Regions from separate parts of the Mus musculus genome. Here regions 1, 2 and 3 are each linked to region 4. A link is a contact called in public HiChIP or PLAC-seq and Micro-C data. All regions are on one chromosome and are shown on one strand. Each heading gives the region's core, a stretch centred on a gene start, on an enhancer-like site or on the middle of the called end of the contact. The rest is flanking DNA. Distances are from core to core; before and after follow the strand shown. Region 1 holds the start of Grhl2 (grainyhead like transcription factor 2). Region 2 holds the start of 2310043O21Rik (RIKEN cDNA 2310043O21 gene). Region 3 has its middle 35 kb from the start of Gm41301. Region 4 holds the start of Ubr5 (ubiquitin protein ligase E3 component n-recognin 5).

Region 1 (2,700 bases), core at 168-2,667, 850 kb before region 4:
GTAGAGGAGTTAGCAGCTCATAACGAGTAGCAAGTGTTCAAACCACAACGTTGATGCATCAGGAGATGCGCACAACAGGGGGCAAGCCACAGAGCCACCCGCCCACCCACCCGGCATCGGCGGAATGTGACTGTCTCTAGAGGAGGGAAAAAGAAAGTAAGGTGCACACGGATACCGTGTTCAAACTGTGTTAAAAATATATTGTTTCTAAAAAGTACCTGTATGGGTGCTTATGTTATTATCTAAAATAAAATAGAATCGTTAAAGTCAGTTGCTAAGAGTGGAAATAAAGAACAACCAAACCTAGTGCCGTAATTTAATTCCCCCAAATCATGTGACCTGCAAAGGTTTAATACAGAAGTTGTGTCAAATCTGACAGCTCCAGTGCTCCAGTGTTGACTTGACATAAATGTGGCAAAGCTTTCCATACCCTCCTGTATTTCCACCACGCTCATGTATGGGCTAGATCCCTGTCAGAACTCCCACAAATACTTAATTCTCGTAGCAGCGATTATAAATGACACCTGGCTACTTCGCACTGTTCCGGACCAGAAGAGAACCCACACAAACAAGTCACTTTCATCCTGCGTTGTTCCCCTGGCAACCATATTAAACTGCAAGGATAAAGAGCCTTTGTAGTAGCTGCTTCTATTGAATTACAATGTAAATGTTGATGCTTGCCTAGAAATGTCAACGGGCGACAGGCTTATGGAACAGATGCAGTAGTTGTTCCGCAGCGCAGGAATCCCAGGCTGCGGAGAGATGCAAGAGGTGCGCCCGGGCCACCTTAAGAGTCTATTCAACCGAATCTCCTTTCTCCATTAAAGCCACGCCGCACTTCATAGATCCAGTTCAGGAAAGGTCGCTCGACTAGTTGAAAACTGAAAACGACCTGCTATCTTCTATGCATCAGAGCAGGAGAAGAGTTTGTTGTGGATAAGAATGCTAACAATGCAATTACGCAAGAGACCCGGCAATCCGTTCCTTTCCCACTCAGCATAGCGTAACTCTAGTTCCCTGACTCTTCTGCCCGCCACACAGTTTTCGTCCCGCGAGTGTCAAGTGGCAGGTGGTGAACTGGCCATTTGGTTCCGGGTGGCTTGTTGATTTCTGGGTTCAGCATTCTGTCGTCCTTCGGTTTGACCCACGGTACCTAGTGTCTGTAGTGGCGCTCCCCGCTCCGTCTCTCCCATCACCTCTACCCTGCCCCTAGTCAGGGAAGAAAGCCAAAAGTGGGTAGAAGTCAGCTCGCAGAGTCTCCAGCGTGCCACCGCTCCACTCAGGTAAACTTCGCAGTGAGTGACCTGCACTTGGAGAAGGGCCTTACCTGAGCGCGCCTCTGCCAATGGCAGCTCACCTGAGGGAGCACCGCAGCCAATCACCGCGCAGCTCGGCCCTCGGGCTTGTACCCTTTAGTGAAAGAATTCAGCGCCTTGCGAGAAAGTTACCTGTGGCCGCCCAAGTCCGCCACTTTGCGCTCTGTGTCTGCCCATTGCAGCGATCCGGGAGGACTCCGCGCCGCCGGGCCGCCTCCGAGCGCGGGCCCCATGTGAGGGCTCCCTCCCCCCATCCCACCTTTCCGGCTAGGTGAGGGCGCGAGCGAGCGGGCGAGCGAGAGTGGTGAGGGGGGACGAAAGCAGAATTACCTGTAGCTCTTGTTCTGCCATCTCGGGCGCTCTCACACACCTTCACCTGCACAGACTTGAAAGTCCAGTTTCACCAGAGGCTGAGGCTCCAGGAAAAGGGGAGCGAGTTCATTGGATCAAACATGTCACAAGAGTCGGACAAGTAAGTGGGTCGCACGCGCCGGCGGCGGCTGCCGCTGCCCCTTTGGGCTGATGGCAACTGGTTTGTTGTGTTTTTGTTTTTTTTGTTTTTGTTTTTGTTTTTTAAGTCGCTATTGTTGGATTTTGATTTTGTATTTTTTTCCTCTCTTTTTACTTTTTTCTTTTTGGTGTATCCAGACCCTCTCGGATTATTTCTACCCCGATTCAGGGGAGAGACCCTACTCGAACGTGAATGTTTAAAACCCGTTTTGGGGCCTTGCAAGTAAACGTGGGTTTTCTTTGCTTCCTCCCCGACGAATGAGCTCAGCTCCCACTGCCCCGACCAACGGACCCTTGGGCACTGATTGAGGTTTTGGCAGATGGTGGCGGGAGGCCTGTAGTTAACCCCCTTGCCTGGAGGTGCTCCCCAGCCTCAGACTTCCTGGGCCGGTTGGAAGTTCAGTCGACTTCCTTCGATTAGGCCAAAGGGCCTGCTGGAAAAGCGGTCTGGGCCTCTTTTGTGTGCGCTCAACAAAGGCCTTTTATGCGATTGCAGACACGGCCATCTTCCCCACTGCGGCGACCCGGGGTGCATGTGCGCCCCAGCGCGGGTCTCCGACGGGACGGAGGAGCGGGCAGGCCGCGATGGCGGGTCCGTGGGTGTGCCCGCGCCTCGCTCCTTCCCGCAGCCCACGCAGTGGCCAGTCACCTCGCGCAGGTGCGGGACAGGACCTCTCGGGAATGGGGGACTGATTTTGAGGCCGAGTACGAAGGGGTGCCCACACTTGGGCCGGTCTCCCTGCGCCCCGACGTCTCTGGCTCATACGCGTCCGGTGACCGCGCGGCCCACTGTTCGGAGGCCGCCACCTCGGGCGTGGGGCTCGATCGGCCTTCGCCGAGGCTGTCGAGGGCAAGGGGGTGGGGGAGCATGGTG
Region 2 (2,700 bases), core at 54-2,553, 520 kb after region 4:
TACACAGTGGGTTCCAGTCCTGCCTTGGCTACATAATGAGAGTTCATCTCAAAACCCAAACCAAACAAAGAAACAGAGAAAGAGAGAGGGATGAAGAGGGGAGAGAGGAGAGGTGGAGTGGGCGTTACAGGGGAGGAGCTACCATGTGATGGACGTCCTGGCATGAGTCTCAGCTGAACCGTGGAAGGCTCTTGGGCTGGCAGTAACCGAGTTGCCTTGAGTTTGGTGTTCCCAGACTTAGCAAATAAAAGCAGTCAGACCTGAACTTTTTTTTGTTTGTTTGTTTTGTTTTTGGAGACAAGGTTTCTCTGTGTAGCCCTGGCTGTCCTGGAACTCACTCTGTAGACCAGGCTGGCCTCAAACTCAGAAATCTGCCTGCCTCTGCCTCCCAAGTGATAGGATTAAAGGCGTGCACCACCATACCCGACAGACTTGAACTTTATATATAAACAGTGATGTATATATTTTTTAGCAAGTGCCCCTTGCTTTACAGCAACTTATATATTAACGTTTATCTGAAACGCAAATGAACTAAGCACCACGGGAGAAGTCTTGCAACAGCATGTGGGGGCCATGTTGGCCAGTGTCCGAATTCAGACTTCTGCAGTAGCTGGGCTTGACCTTGGAGGAACACATTCCTTTCCACAGAGGTAATTCTCATGCGGTCTGACAGCCTGCCAGCAGCCCACTCAGCCACTGAAGAAACAACTCCCTTGGGTCTTGATGGGGAACAAGGAGCATCTGTCGGGGTATCTGCTATAGAAGCTGACTCCTGATAACGTGCTTGCTGCTGTGTGCTTGAAGACTGGTTGCACAGCGCAGAATCGATGAGTGGGTCATAGCATCGGCGCCAAACCCACCATGAGAGCCGAGAAGCACGGGAAACATGCCATGATTACTGTGCAGTGGCAATCTGGTTGAGCTGCTGCTGTGGATACCGAGACCAGTTCACTGGCCAGTACACTCTCAACATACAATCACCATATTGAGTTACCTTGATTTGTTTGTTTGTTTGTTTGTTTGTTTTTCAGAGCTGAGGCCCAATCCCAGGGCCTCGCGATTGCTAAGCAAGCACTCTGAGCTAAATCCCCAACCCCAAGCACCCCCATATAGAGTACCGTACCTCCACTGTTACCAAGTCCTGGCATGGTCACTGTTTGGGTCACTGTGCACCTACCTTCTAGCTCTGCGGTGGCAAGAGATGTCTTGCTTCTTGCCTAGTTTCTCACACATTATTTTCCCCTGAAAGAATTAAAAGTCTACCTCAGGGCCTGGCCCTGACATCAGGAGCTGGTGATGCCTCTGAGAATATGTCTGAGTCATATTCCAGAATATGACCAACTCCAAGAATATGTCTGAGTCATATTCCATCTTTGACCAACTCCAAGATATGTAATGAAGAAGCTGAGCTGATGCTGTGGCTCAGTTGGTAGACTGATTGCCAAGCCTGAGTAAAACCCTGGGTTTGATTCTCCAGCACCACATTTAAAAAGCAGCCATGATGGCACATGTCTAAAATTCTAACAGGAGACAGGAGGGGATTCAAGGTCTTCCTCTGCATAAAACCATGAAAAGGTCTAGGCTATCCTGGGCTACATAAGATTTGTGTCAAAAAAGAAAAGAGAGAGAGAGAGAGAGAGAGAGAGAGAGAGAGAGAGAGAGAGGAAAGGAAAGAAAAGGAAAGGAAAGGAAAGGAAAGAAAGAGGAAAGGGAAGGGAAGGGAAGGGAAGGGAAGGGAAGGGAAGGGAAGGGAAGGGAAGGGAAGGGAAGGGGAAGGGAAGGGAAGGGAGAAGGAAACGTGCACAGAAGTCCCTAGTGAGGTCCGTGCAGCTATAACCCAGCACTTGGAAGGTGGAGGCCAGAAGAAGATCAAGGTCTTTATAGCTGACTTTGAAGCCAGCTTGGGCCACATAAGATCCTGTCTTGGAAAAGCAAAATGTTACTGTATCCTTTTAATGATTGATACTATTGCTTCTTTGGGTTTTGATTTTGTTTTGAAATAAAATCTCCTATGGTGCCCAGGCTGGATGTAGTTAGTTTTTCTGCCTCAGCTTCCCTAAGGACTGGGATTACAGCTCCACATCTGTAGCCAGAGATTTTCCTAGTCTGGGATCATAAATATCTGTTACATTTGTCTCCTAAAGGCATTTTGATTTTTAATCTTAGATTTACGATTTCTCCTCACTTCTGGGGGTCAAACTCAGGACCTGCACATGCTAGACAAACAACCCCCTTAGAGCAGGACTAGATTATTTCCACTTGCTGGGTTTTGAGACACAGCCTTTCTATGAGTCCAGGCTGCCCTTGAACTTGCCACCCCCCACCCCTGTGTCAGACACTTTAGAGCTAGGATTACAGGTCTGAGTCATGACACCCAGCGTGGATTAGAGTCTCCTGATGAGGCCGTCTCCTCCCTGAATTAATAAACAGAGATGCTTGGTCGACTGCCTTAAAATAGACTATATCTCAGGCATTACTAAAGAACAGTTCTTTAATTGGATCCCAGTCGGCCTGTGGGTTGTAAAACTAATCTCAACATGTTATTTATTAATTCTTTAGCAGTGAGACCTGGCATTGAAGCCTGCATGCTGCTGTTTTGCGAAGCTTTTCTTGTTCCCTTTATCTGAGAGCATATACTGGGCTGAAATACAAAGCCATATTTTTTTATTTTTTTTTTTTTACTGTAGAAGATCCATCCTC
Region 3 (2,700 bases), core at 144-2,643, 980 kb before region 4:
AGGGCTTCATATTGCATCTCCTTTCCTATCACTCATTGCTCTGTGGATCAGGAGTTCTGGGAGAACGTGCCTTGGCGGTTTCCTCGTCCTTGATACGGTATTGTCCATCTGACCATTGGTCTGGTGTAGAGCAATGGCCTTGCTCGTATATCTAGTAGGGACAATTACGACGCTGTGGTGATTTGACTAAGAAATGTCCATCATAGGCTCACATATTTAAATAGTTGGCCCCCAGTTGGTGGCATTGTTTGAGGGGAATTATGGAGCCTAGGAAAAAGCTTGTTATAGCTTAGCCATTTCCAGTACTACAGTTCATTCTTTGCTTTGTGTTTACAGTAGAAGATGTCACCTGTCAGCTCCCTGCTAAGGCTGCCTGCTGCCAGGACTCTCTCACCATTATGGATTCTCCCCTCTGGAACCGTAAGTCAACAGAAACTCTTCCTTCCTGAGTTACTTTTAGTCACAGAGTTTTATCACAACAGAAGGCAACTGATAAGCATGTGACTTGGGTCCTTTGCATTTCTTAGTAACCAAGGTAACCCTGTGTGGAAGCAGGGGAAGCTCTGAGTGAGTGTGTGTTGTTGACATGATAGGCTATGTCAAAAACCCCACAGCCTCAGATGCACGGGGAGCAGCACCCCGCCCCGCCCCGCCCCCGCCCCGCCCCCGCCCCGGTGAAATGGAGGAATGGTAAAGTCTTTTTCTCTCAGTGAGATGTGTGCAGTATGTGCAGAAATGAGCAACTGCAGCTTCATCATGCTGGATAACTGCAGCCTGAGACTGCTCCTCTCCAGAGAGATCTACGTAGACTAGTGAGCCACTCCCACTATGCTGCACTTAAAAAAAAAAAAAAAAAGCCTAGGTTCTGGGTTGCTGTGCAGTAATGGTGCTGCTCCAGCAGAGGGAGCACGACCTACCTGATTGTCTGTCCCTTCTTTCCTTTACTACCCAGTCAGGGCAATCCCTTGTAAGACAAGACATTTCCCTTCCAGCACGGCAGCTGGACTTCTTACATGAAGAGCCAAGTACCCAGCAGCAGTGATCTTCAACTGTCAAAGTGAGTCAATGCTCGGATCTGGTCCAAGTAGACACAGAGCCGATATAATAGAAGCAGAATAGATAGCATCAGCCCGCGACCAGTCTCCTGTGATGACGATAACCATTCAGCTAGTTATGAATGGACACTGACAGTTTTAAGAAATTTCCATATGCACAAGAGAAAAGAGCTACATATTTTCTGCTACAAAACCAAAAGGTTCCCAGATGCCTCCCCTCAAATGAGTGGCCATCGATAGGTTTCCCGGAGCACAGTGGCTGTTATCAGTTATTCATCCACAGAGACCTTCAGAGAGGACACAGCTGTGAGGTGGTTGTGAGTCTGGATATCTGATAGCTTTCCCCTCTCCTGTGCTAAGCTCAAAATTGGCCACAAAGTTGTCTTACCTCCTAATCCCAACTGTGGAGTTGAGTCAAATTGACTTTACAGATAGGGTAGTTACGGATGCTGAAATACAGAGCTTATCTCAAGTTGCCTGGCCATATGCAATGTGACCATAAGGACCGTTATAACTGGGACGCAGGAGACCAGGGTGGTTAGTGGGAGAAGGAATGGTCAGAAGCAGTGGGCAGCCTCTGGAAGTTAGCACAGACAGGGAACAGATTGTCCAGTAGAGCGGCTCTTTGACATTGGCCTCTGAGCCATGGAGAGCAGCCCCAGAAGGCTGGCCATCTGTTAGTGACCTTGGAAGCTGGGTGGTACTACACACTGACTTTCTCTTGAGTGCTCTTTCTCTGTCTTGTATGTTTTAAAGTTTCTGTGACTGAGTAGAGTGAAAGAGAGCTGTGGCTTTGGGGACCAGGACAAATGAGGGGAGGTGGCACTATAAAGTGTTCCCCTAGGGGCTAGAGAGATGACTCAGTGGTTAGAACACTACTGCTCCCACAGAGGACCCATGTCTGGACCCCAAACCAGCACCAGTCAGCTCCCAACCACCTGCAGCTCCAGGGCCAGCAGATCCACTGCCCTCTCCTGGTCTCCAGGGGATCCTGCATCACCTTACAGACACATGCATACATGCAATAAGAATAAATCTTAAACAGAAAGGGGTATGTATGCATTGGGGTTACCTAGCTGGAGACTTTCAGGCCTCTGTGCTACACGTCACTTCTCCCCAAATACTTGCCCACCTGCCCCTTAAAAGCCTGCTTGTTAGCTGGGTGGTGGTAGCACACGCCTTTAATCCCAGCACTCTGTAGGCAGAGGCAAACAAATGTCTGAGTTCAAGGCCAGCCTGGTCTACAGAGTAAGTTTCAGGATAGTCAGGGCTATACAGAGAAACTCTGTTTCTAAAAACAAAACAAACAAATAAACAAACAAAAAGCCTGCTTATTTTCAATTGAGTATCTGAGGACAGCAAGCAGTCCAGACTGCTTTCTGTTGTTTGGCTAAGCCATTGGAAAATTCTTGTACATGTGTAGACTTAACTGTCTGCTTTACCCCCCACCCCCACCCCCACCCCAGGCCTTAGAATCAGGCCTGGGCCAGAGCAAGTCCTGAGCTGTTGCTGACAAATGGCTACATAGCTACACAGTTTGTACATTTTACATTCACAGGCTTGTGGTGAATGAATAATGTTTGTAAGATTTCAGAGAAAAGGAGGATGTAGCAATGCAGACTCCAGACTGAGAGAAAAGCCTGCT
Region 4 (2,700 bases), core at 19-2,518:
CTCCTCTGCCCGTAACAAACCCAACCCAGAAATTCACAGCGCGTTAAGCAGCACTGCGAACTGCAAACCGAAGAATTTTCCTTTGACACTCCACTCACGGTTTTCAGCTGTCAAATTACAACTCCAGAAAACACTATCATTAGAATAAAAAAGGAAACAAAAAGGCTCTCACCGCAGGGGCCCAGGAGCAGTTTGGCAGTACCAAGGCGAAGGAAGGAGAGCAAAGGGAATCCAATCCACTTCCCCAACCCCCGCCTGACTTCATTCCCCTCCCGGGGCAGTCAACCTCACTGCAGGGGCTCAAATCTAATAATAATAACAATAATCATGGCGCTCCCTCCCTCCTCCCCCTCCCAACCCGCGGTCTGCCGGGAATCTCTCCCCCACCCCCACCCCGCCTCCCCGGGGAAACCCAGCCCCCGGGACACGACTCGCGGGAGCCCCCGAACCCGCCGCTCCTCTTCCCTCTCTTTTCCACCTCCACCATCCCCCATCCGCATTGTCTGTCTCAATTCAACTTTGACTAATATGGATTCCTCGGGCCTGGGCCGGGAGCCCCCGGCTCCGCCGAGTTCAACGAGGCTCCTCGCGGGAGGGGGAGGGGGCAGCGCGCCGGGCCGTCTACACCGCAGCCGCGTCCACACCGCGCCGGCCCCCGCCCCGCGGCCCGAGGCTCCCAAGTTTGGCCCACACCGGGCCTACAGGGGGCGGTAGGGCCCCCGGCGCGGCCGTGGGGGAGGGGAAAAAGGAGGGAGGTGCCCCTCCCCCGCCCCATTACCTGTCATTGAGCTGGTCCTCGGTGCCCGGCAGCGGGTGGACCACGAAATGGATGGACGTCATGGTACCGCCTGCGCGCCCCGCTCCCGGGAACGAGCCGCTCCCGCTGTCGTCCGGCCCCCCGATCCCCTTCCCGTCCCCGGATCCCACGGCCGCCGCCACCGCCTCCTCCTCCCGGTCCCCAAACGGAGGGCCGCGAGCGCGCAGGGACCGCCGCCTCCCCGCCGAGCGTGTGTCCGCGGCCCGGCGGCCCGGCGCGGCGGGCGGGAGGGCGGATCAACGCGCCGCCCGCTCGGCCGGCCACGGCGCGCACGGACGAGGGCAGCCCGGAGCGCGGCGAGCGGCGGGTGGAGAGGTGCCGGGGCGGACGCGGCGGACGCGGGGAGCGGGGAGGGACAGCAGCCCGCAGCGCGCGTCACTGGCGACGAACCGCCGCCGCCAGCGCCGCCGCCGCCATCTTCACTTCTGCCCCAGTTTCTCCGTCTCGCAGCCTGGGCGCCGATCGGCGGGGGAGGGGCGGAGGGCGGGGCCGCGGGGGCGGGGCTCTGCGCGCGGGGCGGGGCTCCGGGAAACGGGCGGCCGGGCCCCAGCGATTGGGCCGCTTAACGTTGTCGGGCCACGGTGCTGTAAGGTGCTCGCCTATTGGCGCGCTGGGCCGCGAGCCCGGCCCCCCGGGGCGGGGCGGCGTGTTCCAGAGAGCACGTGCTCGGGAAGCCGGGCGAAAGGGCACGCGCGCCGGGTTTCTTTTCCTCCCGGATCCCTAATGGTTGTGCATATGCGAATGGCTTGTTGTTGTTTCTCGTCCTCCAGCCGCATTTATACTTAAGAGAAATGTACCCCGAGGAACCAGAGATGCTCCGCTTCCTACGGCAGGCAGTTACGTAAGAGCCTTATCAAAACCTGATAGTAGGATCTTGGAAGTGACTGTGTAGCAGCTTTCATCAGCACTACCATCGTGCAACGTGGAAATTTCCACTTTTTAGTTATTCGTGTGGTTTTTATATGGGGGTGGTTGTGTGTGTGTATACTTTAATGAAAGATGATATGCATCTGTTGTAGGGAGATTTCTTGTGACCTGGGGTATCAGAACTACAACTTATGAAATTCTTCCTCCTCCGCGTACCCTCACTCCCGAACCGGTACAGTTTCCCTCTTAAAGTTTTCTGTGATCCTTTCGAAATATCGAATTCCGCTGAAAGCATGAAGCCTCTTCTCCAGTCTGTAACAGTCGTTCGTTAAATCGGGTATACAACATTAATGATTGCACAGCAGAGCAGTTTTCTTCTCTTCTTTAGTTTAGGAAGTTCTTTTGAGAATACATGAAAAATTAGATATCAAGATTTACTGGGTACACCATGAGACAGATAAGGAATAATTTTTAGTTGGCCATCAGCTCCAGTTTTCACCTAGATAAACTACAAAGTGTTCAAGGCTGGTCAATGATGCACACCTTTGTCCCAGCACTCAGAAGACAGAGGCAGACAGACATCTTAAGTTGTGGGCCAGCCTGATCTAAGAGTTCCAGGCCAGTTAGAACTACACAGTAAGACCTTGTGTCAGTCAATTAATAGTGAGTTAAGCCACTGAAAGCGCTGCATCCCATGACTACCAACCATCCTGTAATTGCTACTTTGATTTTTTTTTCCCCTCAAGTCCGTGTGATGGACACTGCTGGTTCTAGAGTCAGACAAAGTAGAATTTCAGTCCTGATTCTGCTACTTAACCAAGTGGCCTTAATTATTTACCCAGTTACAGCATTTTGTTATACACTGGGTCTAAATACTGTATGTCAAGCAAAAAGATGTGTCAGGCACACAGCAGTTCATACACATAATGAAAGATTTTTAACATATTGTGTGCACTGCTTTATACTGCCAATGGCTCCAAGTACAGTACACCTCACTCTAAGGCAAAGGATGTCCT

The links. A called contact is a pair of places that touch in the nucleus more often than the background predicts. HiChIP or PLAC-seq counts read pairs in DNA pulled down with a chosen protein or histone mark.
Region 1: a contact with region 4 is called in a Micro-C map of embryonic stem cells, with 2.5 times the contacts expected there. The contact joins the promoter of Grhl2 here to the promoter of Ubr5 in region 4. A contact is called at or near these places in 3 of 39 promoter capture datasets (hippocampal neurons, pre-B cells and stem cell-derived epiblast-like cells), 2 of 484 Hi-C or Micro-C datasets (both in embryonic stem cells) and 1 of 115 datasets of contacts at active chromatin or transcription factors (embryonic stem cells).
Region 2: an H3K4me3 HiChIP or PLAC-seq map of bone marrow-derived macrophages shows a contact between it and region 4, with 4 times the contacts expected there. The contact joins the promoter of 2310043O21Rik here to the promoter of Ubr5 in region 4. A contact is called at or near these places in 5 of 39 promoter capture datasets (the 3T3-L1 cell line, hippocampal neurons, liver and 1 more), 1 of 484 Hi-C or Micro-C datasets (adipose-derived mesenchymal stem cells), 3 of 115 datasets of contacts at active chromatin or transcription factors (bone marrow-derived macrophages, embryonic stem cells and thymic regulatory T cells) and 2 of 9 other capture datasets (adipose tissue and liver).
Region 3: an H3K27ac HiChIP or PLAC-seq map of epiblast stem cells shows a contact between it and region 4, with 5 times the contacts expected there. The contact joins the enhancer-like site here to the promoter of Ubr5 in region 4. A contact is called at or near these places in 2 of 39 promoter capture datasets (hippocampal neurons and pre-B cells) and 5 of 115 datasets of contacts at active chromatin or transcription factors (astrocytes, bone marrow-derived macrophages, epiblast stem cells and 2 more).

What each region holds. Positions count from the first base shown.
Region 1 is chr15:37,231,619-37,234,318 of GRCm38.p6, forward strand. It overlaps Grhl2 (grainyhead like transcription factor 2), which reads left to right and starts at 1,418. Exons shown (of 16, transcript NM_026496.4): 1 at 1,418-1,788. The coding sequence starts at 1,769. Gm16136 (predicted gene 16136) reads right to left here and starts at 1,541. Exons shown (of 2, transcript NR_155442.1): 1 at 1,358-1,541; 2 at 303-1,209.
Region 2 is chr15:38,593,631-38,596,330 of GRCm38.p6, forward strand. It overlaps 2310043O21Rik (RIKEN cDNA 2310043O21 gene), which reads right to left and starts at 1,304. Exons shown (of 3, transcript NR_045757.1): 1 at 1,178-1,304. All of the region lies in intron 2 of Gm41309 (a long non-coding RNA gene), which reads right to left.
Region 3 is chr15:37,099,593-37,102,292 of GRCm38.p6, forward strand. No RefSeq gene overlaps it. Among named protein-coding and RNA genes, the nearest start is that of Gm41301, 35 kb to the right of the region's middle. Within about 2 kb of position 1,394, at least 88 of the 459 cell types and tissues checked have an H3K27ac peak or open chromatin away from gene starts, as enhancers often do. A contact at or near this core is called in epiblast stem cells, forebrain and hippocampal neurons, where this site is marked.
Region 4 is chr15:38,077,586-38,080,285 of GRCm38.p6, forward strand. Ubr5 (ubiquitin protein ligase E3 component n-recognin 5) reads right to left here and starts at 1,269. Exons shown (of 59, transcript NM_001112721.2): 1 at 779-1,269. The coding sequence starts at 840.